2 separate regions of the Danio rerio genome follow, and region 2 is linked to region 1. A link is a contact called in public HiCAR-type data. All regions are on one chromosome and are shown on one strand. Each heading gives the region's core, a stretch centred on a gene start, on an enhancer-like site or on the middle of the called end of the contact. The rest is flanking DNA. Distances are from core to core; before and after follow the strand shown.

Region 1 (4,653 bases), core at 1,807-4,306:
GAATAAGGTAAATATGTTTGTCTGGCACCACGTGGCAGACTTCCGCTGACTGTGCACGCACCTCATGAAGTAGAAGAGGCTTTTATACTTGATGCTTTCACCATGGACATATTCTTTAAAATGATAGGGGCAGTAAAAAAAACAGCATAAAATCAGCGAATAAACAAGAGAAATAGGAAGTTTCCAGAAATACGTCATATCATTAATATTATTGAGGTTTTTTTAATAATTATTTTTATTATTTTATAAATTATTTTGATGAGTATAAGGATTTTTATAACCATTCAAGAATTGTTTTAAATCAAAGGTTGATGCATCACTTGCTTTTGTTCATATCTCTGACAGTTTTACCTATTAAAGTATAATAAATGTTAATGACAAGAGTACATGGGTTGCTCTACAAATATATGTTGTCCAACTGGTTGTCTCTATGATCACGCATGAATGGATCATAAAAATGTCTGCACAGTCGTACCCATTTCAGACAAAATCTCTTTAAAGTGATTCATATTTAACTCAAATGAAATGTAGCACCGAGCAAACTGTTCGCTCGAGTCTCAAAACAATTGTGCGCTCCGCCAGCCAAAATCATGTTGAGCGCACCCAAAGTGAACCTCCGCAAACAACACGATGACGTCACATTCGTTTTTGGTGGTAGTTAAAGATCTAGATATTTATATAAATACCATTAAGGAGAGTACAAACAAAAAAACTGTTAAAACCGTGTATTTGTTTGACACTTTTAAGTTATTGAGAGTTAGCAAGGCCTAGTTTTGTTTTGTAATATTTTTTTTGTTTACTTTGTTATTTTATTTTTTTTTACTTATTGAGTTTTTGTACTTCTATATAATTTTATTAAGATTTTATTATTCTTTTTGCATACCTCTGGCATTGTTTTGTGTGTCGTTCTTAAATAAATAAAATAAAAAATAAAAAATCTAGCGAATGCGTTGAGTATAAACCAGGCTTTAGGCATTTGTTTGTTTCTTAATGTATAGAACGCGTGCATAAAGGCAATGTATACACAACGTGTGCAGTAAATGATCCAGTGATCGACTTATTGACAGATTCGTCAACATGCATGAACCCATTTATCAAATTTGCTTAAACTAAGCGTTCTAAAGTATGGCAATATTTTACAAGCAATGATTATGACACAGCAATATGCAGCAGATGCTTTTACAAAAGTTGTGTATAAGGGAAGGCGGTGAGAAGGGTCAAATTTTAGAAACATTTGAGGACACATGGAATCAACCTAAAGGCAGAGGAATGCACTGTCTTTGACAGCCTGCAACATCACCTGGCGCTGTCAGTGACCATGTTTACATGGACATGAGTAATCAAATTATTTGCCTTAATCTGAATAAGACAATAATGTGATTGAAGTGTTTTTAGATTAAGGAGTTTTTGAATATTCCCTTCATGATATTGTTTTGCATGTTATAGTACATAGATCGATTAACGTCATTGTGTCACCACGATATACAAAGTTTCCTATGGAGATTCATGTAATTTTAGGGGTTTCATCTTTAATTTGTCAACTTTAACTGCAGCTCGGCAGTTTCACTTTCGTTCAGGAACATTTCATTCATGCCCCATGACGAACTGAAAAGTATTGGTTCAGACACTATTTTGGCACCGTTTTAAAAGTATTGATCTAGCATCGGTACCAAAAAAAAAAAAAAAACCCTAAACGATACCCAACCCTAGTCCTACATAATAAAAATTAAATAATAATAATAAAAACCCAATTACTGTTAAATGCAAAGTACTGTATAAGAATTCAGCATATCAGTCAATTTAATTAAATACTTGTGACGAGAGATTAACAACAAGAGATCTGGATTTCTGAAGAAAGCACCTGCGGTTAGTGGTTAAAACACCACCCACGAACCCAAGCGTGAGCAGAGTGATCCAATTCTTTGCAGATTTAGGTTAGATAATACTTTTCAGCCTCAGACTGTATTAGAGTGGGAGTCAGACAGGAGAGAGAACGAAAAGTGGGAAATGAGGGATCTCTCAGTGGAACGTTAGCCGAGAAAAAGCAGCGGTGTTATGTAAATAGACCCTTCTGTGCTTAAGAATGCACATATTTTCATTCAATGTCAAAACACACATATTCTGCCTCAGAGAGAGAGGAAAAAAAAAACTGTCATTCTTGCTTTCTCATTCACTTGGCTTTTATTCACATTTCAAATATGCTAACGCTAGCAAGATCTTTACATTCCACTGTGTGCCTTGGAAAAACCAGACTTCCATCTGAGCATTCAGACAGAATAATAATCATAATAATAATATTATTAATAATAATAATAAAAGCAGCATCCCAGTTTAAAATCGAAAGCCATATGTGACGAGTGTAGGATAGTGTTCAATATCTATGTGCTCGTTTGCACATCCTCAGTTCATTAAAAAGGATCTAGAACCTGATAAATAAAATTAAAAAGATAGCCAAACATTGTCATCATCATCAATCAATCTCACGCTGACAATAAACTCAGATAGAAAAGTGACTCAAGCTCACAAAGAAAAAAAAAAAGAAGTGAATTCGGTGATTTATTGTTGGTCGTATGCGTGCGTGCGTATGTGTGTGTCCTTGGTTATAGACTCCATCCCAGATAAAAGGGGAAAATGGCTCCTGTCAGTCATGTTACCTTCTCTAGGTGGTCCTGTGTGAAAATCCTAGCACCCTCAAGGGCTTTGTTTCATTCGCTGAGGATCCCATGTGATGGTTTTTAACTCTAGAGACCGCCACGGTCTTTCGAAAAGATTACTACTGTGGGCTTTCAAAGGCATCCCAAGGTTAATGTGCTTTCTGAAATGCCACTATCCTGTCGTATTCTCCAGGGGCGAGACATACACCGGGAGGCGCTGCAGGTCTGCTGAGCAGCCGCCGCTTTTGCTCTGCATCTTTCCAGCTTCTTTCAAAGCCATCAATAATTTAAACAACTCATAAAGAGGAAAACAAAAAACAAACTAAGGAAAAAACGAACTTAAGATTCCACCAGTGAGCCACAATGTAAACATTTTCCCTCTGCGGCCTGACGGTGGCGCTATAGTAGCACCTCAGGTTTCCTCTCTTTGTCTCTGCGTCTCTACATGAGAGTCTGCGCTCTCACTGGTACTGGAGGTAATTCTTGAGAGACTGGGGCAAAGGTAATGTCTCGATCTCCTGTAGACGCTCTCGTCCCAGAGCCAGTCGCGCCGCACGTCGACACAGGTCCATCAGAGGGAGAGGCTCCGCTGAAGATAGACACAAAGAGAAGTGCATGTTAGAATTGTTTTCATGGGATGATTTAAATACACGTAGACTTGAAGAGCACATGAAGTGTTATTTGAGTGCAAGACTTTGAAGAGATCCAAATAATGAAAAGCCTATGTAATAATCTACTTGCTCTCATATTGGTCCAAGCTTCAGGAATGAATCAAATGCATCATAAAAGATCAGAATCTATCATATCTACAGTATCATAACAGTTTAGACTCAAAAGAACGATTCATTAATGAAATGGCCCAATTTCATGAACAAATTCCAATCCATGATTTTGTGAGCCAGTTTTTTTTTTTCATTGAAAAGATTTAACATAGAAGAGTGATTCATTTGTAAACTGGACCAATTTATGAATAAATGATTCACATGGATGCTGTGAAGCAGATCTGTGGACTCACTAGAAAAATTCAACAAATTAAATCAACAATTCATTCAGAAATTTGACTTGATTCTTAATGGTTACTTGTACTTGATACAAGCGATTTAATGAACCGGATAAGATGGTTTACTGAAAAGATTCAGCTCAATATAATATTTAATCGCCAAATTTATCAGTTCCTCCAGAATTTTAAGAGTCAATTGGACCAAAAAAAAGGAAAAAAAAAAGGTTTGTGCGTATTTTTAAAGCAAAATTCACACAAAAAATGAAGAAAATAACACCATACGGTTTGAGAAAAGCAGTCACAAAATCAGTCACTTTAGGCCACAGATATATTTAGAGAATGTCCCTGCAAAATCTTGGAGGGACTGATTGATGAACACATGATTGAAACTAATTCTCACTCAAATGACACTGTGAAAACTATGGTTCATTGGACCAATACCAATACATGAATTTGTAAAACAGATCAACTGATCAGACTTCTACTTTCCACAAGTGTCCCTTTACATCAAATCTATGACCAGATAAGTTGACTTGAAACTCAACCACAATTCCTGAACAGATCAGGAGCCATAAACAAATGGTTCATCATTTTATTCCAAACCAGATTCTTTGCTGATTTAGCTTTTTACTATCAGTGGTTTTACTTCTAGACATAAATATGTCCCACAAAAAAGAAAGCCTTTAACTGCCCCACCAAGATTTATTTTTAAATTGTATTTCTTATCTCCTAATGTCACTAGTTAACACACTCAATGCATTTTTTCTCAACACATCCCATCATTTCTAAAATATTAACCTCTAACAAATGGTAGATATGTCAGTTTGTGGTAAAAGAACTGGAATTTATACATATACGATGAAAATTCTTAAAATATGAGGGATAAAACCAATTTATTAAAAAAAAAATAAATAAATAAAAAAATTTTGAATACCAAATCACCTTTTTTTTGGGATGTCAGAAAATATTTGTGATTCTCATCATGCTTGACTTTTTTTT
Region 2 (4,265 bases), core at 340-2,839, 140 kb after region 1:
GACGACGCGAAACCGCGTCTGCGTTCGCTACACAAGCTCTTATAGTAACCAAGGAAACAGTGGCTAAACAACTTCTAGTATTATACACAACTGAAAGCAAGTTTAAATGTCCTACAACTTTACACAAACAGCTGGAAACAAGTCCTCAAACCATACACAACAACTGAAACAAATCTTAAATGTACTTACAGGCTGCTGTTCTAGATGCTGCTAAAGTGCTTCTCTAGACTTCTCTAGACTGTCTCTAGACTGATGGCATTTCATGCCGTTCAGCCTTATAATCTTAAAATGTCAGCAAAATCACCTGCTTTGTCATCACTTTAGATGTTACGCTAGAGAATCAATCAAATACTAGCTTTAAAGTGACGTTGGTGAATTAGTAACAGATTCTGTTGTGCTGACGTCAGCTGCAGATGTGAAGGAATGGCGGATCCTCGCATCATAGGATTTTTGAGACTCTCCACCTTTGATTTTCTCTTTTATATACATCATTACTGTTGTATAAACGCAATATCACACTCGTAACAGTGTGAGCAATAAACATTCACACTCCATTGACATAACTTCAATCAAACACAATGTTGTAACAAATTAATTTGATTAGTTTGTATAATTAGTTAATATATATACAATTAGTCTATCTAAATCAATTAATCAAAATCTAACCTATAATAACCGTCACATGCTCTGTCACAGCCTGATGGAGCTCATGTAGTTATGTCATGCAAGTTCATAATGATAGCTCATAATATTTCATCCATCAGCTACATCAGCTGTCATCTAATTTTTGAAGGAATAAAACTGTAAAATAAGAATTTAAGCAAAATGCACTACAGTGTCACCAGCTGTCCTGAGATAGCCGGACTCTGTTAGTGACCAGCCTGTCTGTTCTGGCAGACAGATAAATGGGCATTGTCACAATGGTGCAGCTTCTCTCCACCTCATATGACAGCACATTCGTCAATCTCACAGAGGCCGACATCAAATTATCCAAATTAAAACGGGCTTAGTGTGGCATCTGGCCTCATCCCTAAGGACCCCAGAACAGCTGAGCTCAAAGCAGACCTTCAAAAAGACGTCATGTCCCCCTCGTAAAGCCATAACCACATCACACTATACTATGGTACGATGCCAGCATTAATCAGGATTAAAGGTCAAAAGTCAAGTAAGTGCATATGGCTCATTCAGAGCAGTTTGTACGATATCGCATGACAGACTACTCTACATTCACATATCAGGGCTTCACATATAGTTCAACATCAAACAAGCTATCTGACAAAGCTTTGAAACACTTATGGGAGAGATGGAGGAAGTCAGATCTGAAAGCAAAATACAGCCTTTTGTGTGCACACTATCATTTCCTGAAAGTCGGACAGAAAAACGCTCACGGATTTGTGCAAAAGTTACTGTTATCGCAACAATGGTTTTAAAGGGTTGTATTTGGAGAGCCATTTCACAGAACATCAGCTGATGGGATTTCTTTTTAAAAGGAACAAGTCTGCATGGATAGACATTTTTATAGACAGACAGACCAGATAGACAGGCTGACAGACAGAAAGAAACGGACAGATATAAAGGTTGGATGAATGGATATATAAAATAGAAAGAAAGAAAGAAAGAAAGAAAGAAAGAAAGAAAGAAAGAAAGAAAGAAAGAAAGAAAGAAAGAAAGAAAGAAAGAAAGAAAGAAAGAAAGAAAGAAAGAAAGAAAATTTGCAAATTGGGGTAAAAAAAACAGGGCAAGTGCAGATAGAAACTTCTGAATCTAAAAAGTCATTTTTCGTTTGGAATTTTAAAGTTCAATTTGGCAGATCATTAATTGAATACATTCAGTCTGCTTAATAATTTAATTTTAAAAAATCTTTATATGAATTATTGAATAATATTTATTCAGTTAAATGCCCCATGAATGAGAATTTGTCCTTCATTGCTTAATATTGAACTTAAATATATTCAATTTTATTTTGACAAACACTGAAAAGTATTTCACTGACTATATATATATATATATATATATATATATATAATATATATATATATATATATATATATATATATATATATATATATATTTCACATTGACTACATTACATTTTTAATAATGTTTCTTTATCAACAATGTAAAATTTTATATTTCATCTCAATATCAAAAAAAAACCTCTAAATCATAACATTACCACACTTTTTCAGTTTCAGATTTCTTCTTAATTGTGTGTGCTGCGGCATTATTTAGTAGATTCCGTATATAATGTATGGATGGATGAATGGGTATATAAGAAAGAAAGAAAGAAAGAAAGAAAGAAGAAAGAAAGAAAGAAAGAAAGAAAGAAAGAAAGAAAGAAAGAAAGAAAGAAAATTGATTGATGGATGGATGGATAAAAATAGACCTACAGAATCATTCCTTTGATTTCATATAAAAAAAATTCTTTTTTTGGGGGGGGTGGGGGGAATAGGAAAAAGAAAAAGAGCTAACATTCACCTATATTTAAGGTAAATGGATCTTACCTCTGAAGCAGCGGGCGCCCAACATCAATGACAATAGACTCCAACAAGGTGAAAAATGAAGGCGAGGAATCCCCTCAATCTCAGTGAAATCCCAGCAGAGGCCCATTCTCCTTCAGGGAAGTATTTGCATTTTCATAAGGACTCGACAGTCAGTCGAACGACACAATGATGAAGCGTTTATCTGTAGGCCTATGTGAAGAGGAAATGGGGAAAACTAACCGATAAAGGGACGTGAGGAAAAGGATCTCTTTAAACTGACACCGAGGGACTGTGTGGGTGGCAAAACTGTGATAAGAGAAGACGTGAGAGAACTGGAGTAAAACCCCGCAGTATTCATGTTAAATAACAACAGTGGGTCAAAATTAGTAATACAAATAAGATTAGCCGTTGCGAAGCGATATTTGACGCAAACAACGGCTGGGTAAGAAAAAAAGCTATCTTTTTACGCGCTCAAAGATTCCGAGCAACAACAGCAGGCTGCCTGCAAACCACGTGCACGCGTGAACCCGGCGTCAAAGGGTCACTGGCACGGACTGAGTAGTGACGAAGAGAGTACGCAGGAACGTGAGGTGACGAATAATAATATAGTATGCTATAATACAGGGGGTTCTTAAATCCTCGCTAAATTCCTTATACACCGCTATAAATTCTCTCAACGCATACCTTGTTTTATTGTTTTTGAAAAGGAAAATCAACAGTAGCTATACATTAGAGCTTCCTCTAAAAATCTAAGCTATTGGAACTGTCTTATTTTCCTTTTTTAATTCTCTTAACACGATTTTTAAATCATTTGTTGTTGTTTTTTGTATTGTATGTGCTTATTTGATGTTTTACTTCTCTGTAAAACGTTTGTACACTCTTTGTTACAGATTTGTATGATGTTGTTCATGTTACCCTGACATTAATAAAAAAAAAGAAAAGGAAAAAATACAGGAGGTTCGAGCCTCGGCTGGGTCAGTTAGCATATCTTTGTGGAGTTTGCATGTTCTTCCCATGTTGGTGTGGGTTTCCTCTGGGTGCTCTGGTTTCCCCCATAAATCCAAAAACATGCAGGCTAAATTGCCTGTACTATGTGTGTGTGTGTGTGTTAGAGTGTATGGATGTTTCCCAGTGATGGGTGGCAGCTGAAAGGGCATCGCTAACATATGCTGGATAAATTGGCAGTTCATTCCACTGTGGCGACCCATGATTAATAAAGGGACTGAGCCGAAAAGAAAATGAATGAATGCCATAATACATATGCCTCGAAAAGACTTCATCCCAATCAGCTCAGACATCTTTTTTTTAAAGATTTTAATTAACAGGAATTGTAAAAAAAATAAGGACAAGTTAAATTTCTTATCCAATTCCCTCCAAAATTAAATAGCTTTATTTTAAAATGATTCCTGAGATTAAAATGTGATATTAAGGACAACTCCTGTCAATTTTGTGAAAGTGGTATTAAAACACAGAGCATATTTTCTATAAAAAAGCATCTACTCAGTTATTTTGGGCAACTAATAAAATTGTACACAACATTACCTGGTTAATAACCTTTTATGCATTGCAAAATTCTTCATTCATAAATGTAGGTTTCTGAAACCCCCTTTCTATATTTTACACTTTATTAATAAACTTGCTATTATAGCTTCATCACTTAGTACTTTGTCAAACGATAAAGCTGCTAAAGCAGCTGCTTTTTTCAGTGAATTTTGTACCCTATAGCCTCTTCACAACCCTTTGAAGGTTTATATTGTATAAGCTTTTATAATTTATTTATTT

Evidence for each region. HiCAR-type assays count read pairs that join an accessible place to other places.
Region 2: a HiCAR-type map of caudal fin shows a contact between it and region 1, with 9 times the contacts expected there. The contact joins the promoter of LOC141378646 here to the enhancer-like site in region 1. A contact is called at or near these places in 4 of 18 Hi-C or Micro-C datasets (caudal fin, embryo and skeletal muscle) and 2 of 4 datasets of contacts at active chromatin or transcription factors (caudal fin and gastrula embryo).

The regions. Positions count from the first base shown.
Region 1 is chr2:42,609,370-42,614,022 of GRCz12tu, forward strand. spsb4a (splA/ryanodine receptor domain and SOCS box containing 4a) reads right to left here. Exons shown (of 3, transcript NM_001256642.1): 3 at 2,161-3,243. The coding sequence ends at 3,116. All of the region lies in intron 1 of LOC141378646, which reads right to left. Among named protein-coding and RNA genes, the nearest start is that of cbln7, 26 kb to the left of the region's middle. Within about 2 kb of position 3,057, at least 5 of the 62 cell types and tissues checked have an H3K27ac peak or open chromatin away from gene starts, as enhancers often do. A contact at or near this core is called in caudal fin, where this site is marked.
Region 2 is chr2:42,751,799-42,756,063 of GRCz12tu, forward strand. It overlaps LOC141378646, which reads right to left and starts at 1,590. Exons shown (of 4, transcript XM_073928690.1): 1 at 1-1,590. It also overlaps a transcript of spsb4a not described here.